Linked DNA regions of Mus musculus: region 2 is linked to region 1. The links are chromatin contacts, called in public Hi-C maps. All regions are on one chromosome and are shown on one strand. The core of a region is the stretch at or near the end of the contact, and the rest is flanking DNA. Distances in the headings are between cores, read along the strand shown.

Region 1 (3,017 bases), core at 155-2,654:
TGTCCTCAGTGTTAATGCCAGTAACTGCAAGGCTCTGTATCGGAAGGCTAAGGCTCTAAGTGACTTAGGGCACTACAGAGAGGCCTACGACGCTGTGGCAAAGTGCTCCTTAGCAGTGCCTCAGGTATGGGTTAATGCTTTAGCTTGTTTGTTTGCATCATGAGTGTTCTACGGCTCTCACGTGGAGAAATAGCCACATTTACGTGCAGCCTTCAGCTCACTTCAGTTGACTGTAATAGCTAACAAAGCAAGGATCCAGAGAGCAGTGTCACAGCCCTGCTTACTTGCTTCACTACAGATACATTCATGAATGTTGCTCTTTCCAGGATGAACATGTAATAAAATTAACTCAAGAATTAGCTCAGAAATTGGGATTTAAAATAAGGAAAGCATATGTTAGAGCTGAGGTAAGCAAAACTTATCTCTCAGAATTCTTTTCATTTTGTTTATAATCTGAGTCGGTTCTGTTTTGAAATTGTGTTTTCATTTTATTTCAGCACTTACTGAAAGCAGTTCCTGGGGATGGGGCTCCCAAGGTAGGGTTATTTATTTATTTATTTATTTTTAAAGATTTATTTTATTTATATGAGTACACTGTAGCTGTCTTCAGACACACCAGAAGAGGTCATCGGATCCCATTACAGATGGTTGTGAGCCACCATGTGGTTGCTGGGAATTGAACTCAGGACCTCTGGAAGAGCAGTTAGTGCTCTAACCGCTGAGCCATCTCCCTAGCCCCCAAGGCAGGGTTATTATCTGTACAAGATTCATGCTTCTGAGGAAAGCAGGAATGAAGGTCTTAGCAACTGTGCTCTTTGTATTTTTAGTGTGGTTCTCTTTGATGCCTTAAACATGAAATTGACCGTGGCTTCCTATCACTTTAGAGAACAAAAAACAGCTCAAGTCCTATACTTTAGTTTCTTTTTTTTTTTTTTTTTTTTTTTTTAAGATTTATTTATTTATTTATTTATTATATGTAAGTACACTGTAGCTGTCTTCAGACACTCCAGAAGAGGGAGTCAGATCTCGTGATCGGATGGTTGTGAGCCACCATGTGGTTGCTGGGATTTGAACTCCTGACCTTTGGAAGAGCAGTCGGGTGCTCTTACCCACTGAGCCATCTCACCAGCCCCCCCTATACTTTAGTTTCAACCAGCATTTCCTGCAAGCCACTAGAGCATGTGACAGGATGTGAACACTTAGATGTTCAGTTTTCTTTGAAAACTGTGGCTCTGGGCCAGATATAGTTTTGAGAATACTGGGGTTGAGAAAAGAAAAGAAGAGAAGAGAAGAGAAGAGAAGAGAAGAGAAGAGAAGAGAAGAGAAGAGAAGAGAAGAGAAGAGAAGAGAAGAGAAGAGAAGAGAAAGAATAGAGGCTGGAGAGTTGGCTCTTACTGCTCTTGCAGAGGGCCCATGTTCATTCTCAGCACTCATGTGGCTGTTCATAGCCATCAGTAACTCCAGTTCCAGGAGATCGGATGCTGTCTTGTGTCCTTCCAGGTCACCAAGCACACATATGGTGTACACACACACAGCCAAAACATAATAAAATGAACAAATCTAATCTTTAAAACTTTTTTAAACAATTAAACAAAACAACTCTCTCAGGAAATGGCTATATATGCTATTAATCTCAGGTCTCAGAAGCAGAGAGGCAGGAGAAACTCTGTGAGTTCAAGGCCAACCTGGTCTACATAAAGAGTTCCAGGATAGCCAGGACTACACAGTTAAATACTGTCTCATCCCCCCCCACCCCACCCCCACTAGGGAAGTGTTGGTTTGAAACAGGGTTATCTGTGTAACACTGGCTGTCCTAGAACTCACTCTACAGACCAGAACTCACAGAGATCTGTCTGTCTCTGCCTCCCAAATGCTGGGATTAAAGGCATTTGCCACCACTTCTGGCAATTACTCTTTTTTTACACTTGAAGTAAAATCTTGTTGTTGTTGGGATGGCATTAGCCATTGTGAAGGGCTGGTGGATGGTGATGAGATTAGTTTCTATTCCTTTCTAAATAGCCTTATGAGGACTGTCTGTCTGCTAAGTGCACAGTGCTTCCCAGTTTGACTGTGTACTCAGTGGTCTAGGAGTGAGGTGAGCCAGGACACCACAGTCTGATAAAGCCTGTGTAACCTCAGGGATGGAAGCAGAAAAACCAGACATTCAAAGGTCCTTCTCAGCTCCATCCTGAGTTTGAGGCCACCAGGGCTACACGAGACCCTGTTTTAAAGGAAGAAGCAGCAGGGCATGATGGTGCACTGTTTTTAATCCCAGCACTCAGGAGGCAGGCAGATCTCTGAGTTTCAGCCCAGCCTGGTCTACAGTGCAAGTTCCAGGCAGCCAGTGCTTCACAGAGAACCAACCCTGTCTGGAAACAAACTAACAAAATAGAGTAGAAGACTGTTCTTTTGATTTCTTGTATCTTCTCAAACGTCTTTGCAAATCTGCAAATCCTTTTAGGATTTTTACAGATTGTTTTAGAGTTTAGAATCTTAAAAACATGATTCATTGTTTGTTTAATTTCCAGGCTGTGAACTATTCTGTGGAAGATATTGAGCCAGGTACGTTTTTACTTTCGATCTTATCCCTCTGAAATATGCCTGCCAGCTTGCCAGGGCTAGGCTGTGCATATTCTATAGTGTTGTCCAGTGAGATGGCTGTGTGGGGGAAGCAAGGCTGGATTGCATCCATATTTTCATAGCATTCACGTCCTCTGTTATTGCCCAACAACACTCCTACTTTGTAAATACAATGTCTTAGAGTGAGTACATTTCTATGTATGTTTCAGATTTGTTAGCCCCAAGGCAAGAAGCACTTTCGGTTGCCTCCCTTCCTACATCCAGTTTTTCTCATGTCATTGGGAGTGAGCTGGCCTCTGTTCCTATTATGCCGGTAACTTCTGTTTTGCAACTGCAAGTGGATGAGAGTCCTCTGCCATCCACAGTGTTTGCAAATGGAGGGAAGATCCCCTTCACCATATCCGATGCTTTTCTGGATGATGACATTGTCCTTGGGG
Region 2 (3,017 bases), core at 194-2,693, 270 kb before region 1:
CTTAGTTTCATTTCTCAAACGTCCAGTGTTTGGAATAGTGTTGCTAGGCAATGAGCCAGCCTGCCTCACCTCGACTGAGACTCCCGTCACATGATATCAAGAGAAAAACAGACTGAGGCTTAGTGAGGCAGTGAGCATCGAAGTGAGCAGCGAGGGGCATTGCTCTTGCCCTCTCCTCCATGGCCTGACATCAGAAGTGACAAAGAAATGAGCAACTCGAGTTGCTTGTCTCCCCGCTTTCTCTGAACCCCAGGAAAGAAAAGGAAGGCAGTGGTCAGGACTCAAAAGCCATGTAAGTATCAGTGGCTAAGCAATGATAGCAAGGGAGAAACAGTTTCTAGCTAGCAGTATGTGCCCTTCTAAAGTAGACCAGACTCCCCTCCTCCCCTCCAAAGCCATCACTGTGGGGACAGCCTTACAGGAAGCTATGTGCACATCACCTCTGCCACCCCACCTGACTGTTGAAATAAGGCACCAGCACTCGACACCCACAACTGAGACGCAAAACCCCAAGGTCTTTGCACGGGGAGGGGAGGACAGACAGCAAGGACAGAGGCACAACCTGGTGCTAAAGGACTGTCCACCAACAACAGGGGAAAAGGCTCATTACAGTTCTCAACTCCCAAATACAGAAACTAATTCAAGAGTGGAGAGAGGCAGCAGTTACAAAGGTGGGGGGCACAGCAATGAGTGTCCACCGGGTGGATTCCCACTACATTTGCAGCCTCAAGAAAGACAGATGGCGTCAGGAAGCCTCGTGCTCAGACCACCCGCTCTGGGCTGGTCTGCAGGTGCTCAGCCTTTCACACTTCACAGCGAGGGTGACAGAGCTGAAGAGACAGCAAACACCCACAGGAGTCATGAGCAGTCCCTAGAGTCTCATCATTTCCAATAGGTCCGTTCTTTTCTTAAGCTTTCCAGCAGCTATTCAGCACCCCTGTCCACCACAAGGATACTTACTGGGCACAAAGAGCCTGTTGTCCCTGGTATAACCACAGTCAGGCTTTGCCGAAGGCATTCTCATGCCAGGCAGGGAGATCCAGGGTCTCCTGGCACGGCCACATATCCCCTTGGGGTTGAAATCACCCCAACTGAGAAGATTAAGCGTCTAGAGAGGATTAAGGGTACACATCCAGGAAAGGGGGCTTCAGAGGCTTGTAATTGTAGGGATGCCATCATAAAACAAAAACCATGTCCACCCATTTGGAGGCCTAGACACTGTGTTTGGAATCAGTAAATGAATCCTTTAAGGGTGCTAACAGTCTCACCTACAAGTTACTGAACACTTAACACGTGTAACTCTGAGATACATTTTTCCAATCTGTCTTTTCAAATTGTAAGGTACAACTCTTCTGAGTATGTTTCTTGTATATATGCGTTTAACCTTCACAAACCCACCAGAGGAGCAAGCACCATTGCTAGCCCAACACCAACACAAACCTTGGTTTGAAGCTAGTGAGCTTCACCAGAGTGGCCCCTGGTGGTGAGGGTGCTGCAGTGCCACTTCCAGCCATCAACAGGGAAAGAGTGGCCCCTGGTGGTGAGGGTGCTGCAGTGCCACTTCCAGCCATCAACAGGGAAAGAGTGGCCCCTGGTGGTGAGGGTGCTGCAGTGCCACTTACAGCCATCAACAGGGAAAGAGTGGCCCCTGGTGGTGAGGGTGCTGCAGTGCCACTTCCAGCCATCAACAGGGAAAGAGTGGCCCCTGGTGGTGAGGGTGCTGCAGTGCCACTTACAGCCATCAACAGGGAAAGAGTGGCCCCTGGTGGTGAGGGTGCTGCAGTGCCACTTACAGCCATCAACAGGGAAAGAGTGGCCCCTGGTGGTGAGGGTGCTGCAGTGCCACTTACAGCCATCAACAGGGAAAGAGTGGCCCCTGGTGGTGAGGGTGCTGCAGTGCCACTTCCAGCCATCAACAGGGAAAGAGTGGCCCCTGGTGGTGAGGGTGCTGCAGTGCCACTTACAGCCATCAACAGGGAAAGAGTGGCCCCTGGTGGTGAGGGTGCTGCAGTGCCACTTACAGCCATCAACAGGGAAAGAGTGGCCCCTGGTGGTGAGGGTGCTGCAGTGCCACTTCCAGCCATCAATAGGGAAAGAGGTGCTTTCTTAAACACAGCTCACATCACATATTCCAACAAAAACATTAATTCAAATGTACAGACACTCGGCTGTTAAACAGGAGGTGAATGAAGTAAAGCTGACATAAACATAAAGAAATGTCTACTAAGTAGTGGGAAAGCATCCAGTCTGGGTGGCTTTTCCCACAGGCAGACAGCCAGTCACAACCCTAAGTGCCTGCTAGTGAGGTACCAACATTCAGAGTGCTTTCCACATACTGAGCATCCCCTGTTAGACCTTACTTTCTGTGTGTGTGCACACATATGAGTTCAGTGTGCAGTGTGTGTATATGTGTGTGTGTTCATGCATACAGTGACTACTCTAAACTCACTGGCATTCACAGGATTCACAGGGCATACTGAGTGGCCGTCATTATCTGTCTGTGCTGAGGTCAGCACTGCTGGCCACTCAACAAGAAGATATGACTGTGGCACTTGCCTTTTACAAAGAAAGGTGACATTTCAAAACCCTGCAAACTCAGCCCAGACCATCAGAGTTCTGCTGCCTTCCAGGCTGGTGACCACATTCACTTATGTGAACCAAGGTGTGAAGAGCTGGAGACTTGGCTGGGACTGCAGCTCAGTTGTTGGGTGTTTCCTTGCATGCGCCAGTCTCAGCACTGGGAACATTATTTATATAAGCTGTAGGCCAAGGCCAAGGCTGCTTATCCACACTGCCCTATCAAGGTCTCTTATATCAACGACTGCTACCCACTGAGCACACAAGACTGTAGCAGGGGATGAAGACATCTTTCTTTGACATCACAGCAACTACCAAGAGCAAACAAGTCACCACAGGCACACAGACTCAACAGGTGGCTCCATCCCGCTGACAATGAGAACACGAGGATCAGGAAAGTTGCAGGGAATCCCGGCTGGAACAACCAAGAAGTGGAGCTG

The links. Hi-C and Micro-C count contacts between places; a contact is called where the count stands out from the background.
Region 2: a contact with region 1 is called in a Hi-C map of CD8 T cells, with 6 times the contacts expected there. The contact joins two enhancer-like sites. A contact is called at or near these places in 9 of 39 promoter capture datasets (the C10 cell line, the HPC-7 cell line, cranial neural crest and 6 more), 28 of 484 Hi-C or Micro-C datasets (CD8 T cells, the G1E-ER4 cell line, the HL-1 cell line and 8 more), 3 of 115 datasets of contacts at active chromatin or transcription factors (bone marrow-derived macrophages, large pre-B cells and microglia) and 3 of 9 other capture datasets (adipose tissue, liver and pancreatic islet).

Annotation. Positions count from the first base shown.
Region 1 is chr16:11,156,073-11,159,089 of GRCm38.p6, reverse strand. Zc3h7a (zinc finger CCCH type containing 7 A) reads left to right here. Exons shown (of 23, transcript NM_145931.3): 5 at 1-124; 6 at 327-407; 7 at 498-536; 8 at 2,529-2,562; 9 at 2,790-3,017. Among named protein-coding and RNA genes, the nearest start is that of Gm24145, 9.7 kb to the left of the region's middle. Within about 2 kb of position 1,404, at least 29 of the 459 cell types and tissues checked have an H3K27ac peak or open chromatin away from gene starts, as enhancers often do. A contact at or near this core is called in CD8 T cells, where this site is marked.
Region 2 is chr16:11,422,532-11,425,548 of GRCm38.p6, reverse strand. All of the region lies in intron 11 of Snx29 (sorting nexin 29), which reads right to left. Among named protein-coding and RNA genes, the nearest start is that of Snx29, 100 kb to the right of the region's middle. Within about 2 kb of position 1,443, at least 32 of the 459 cell types and tissues checked have an H3K27ac peak or open chromatin away from gene starts, as enhancers often do. A contact at or near this core is called in CD8 T cells, where this site is marked.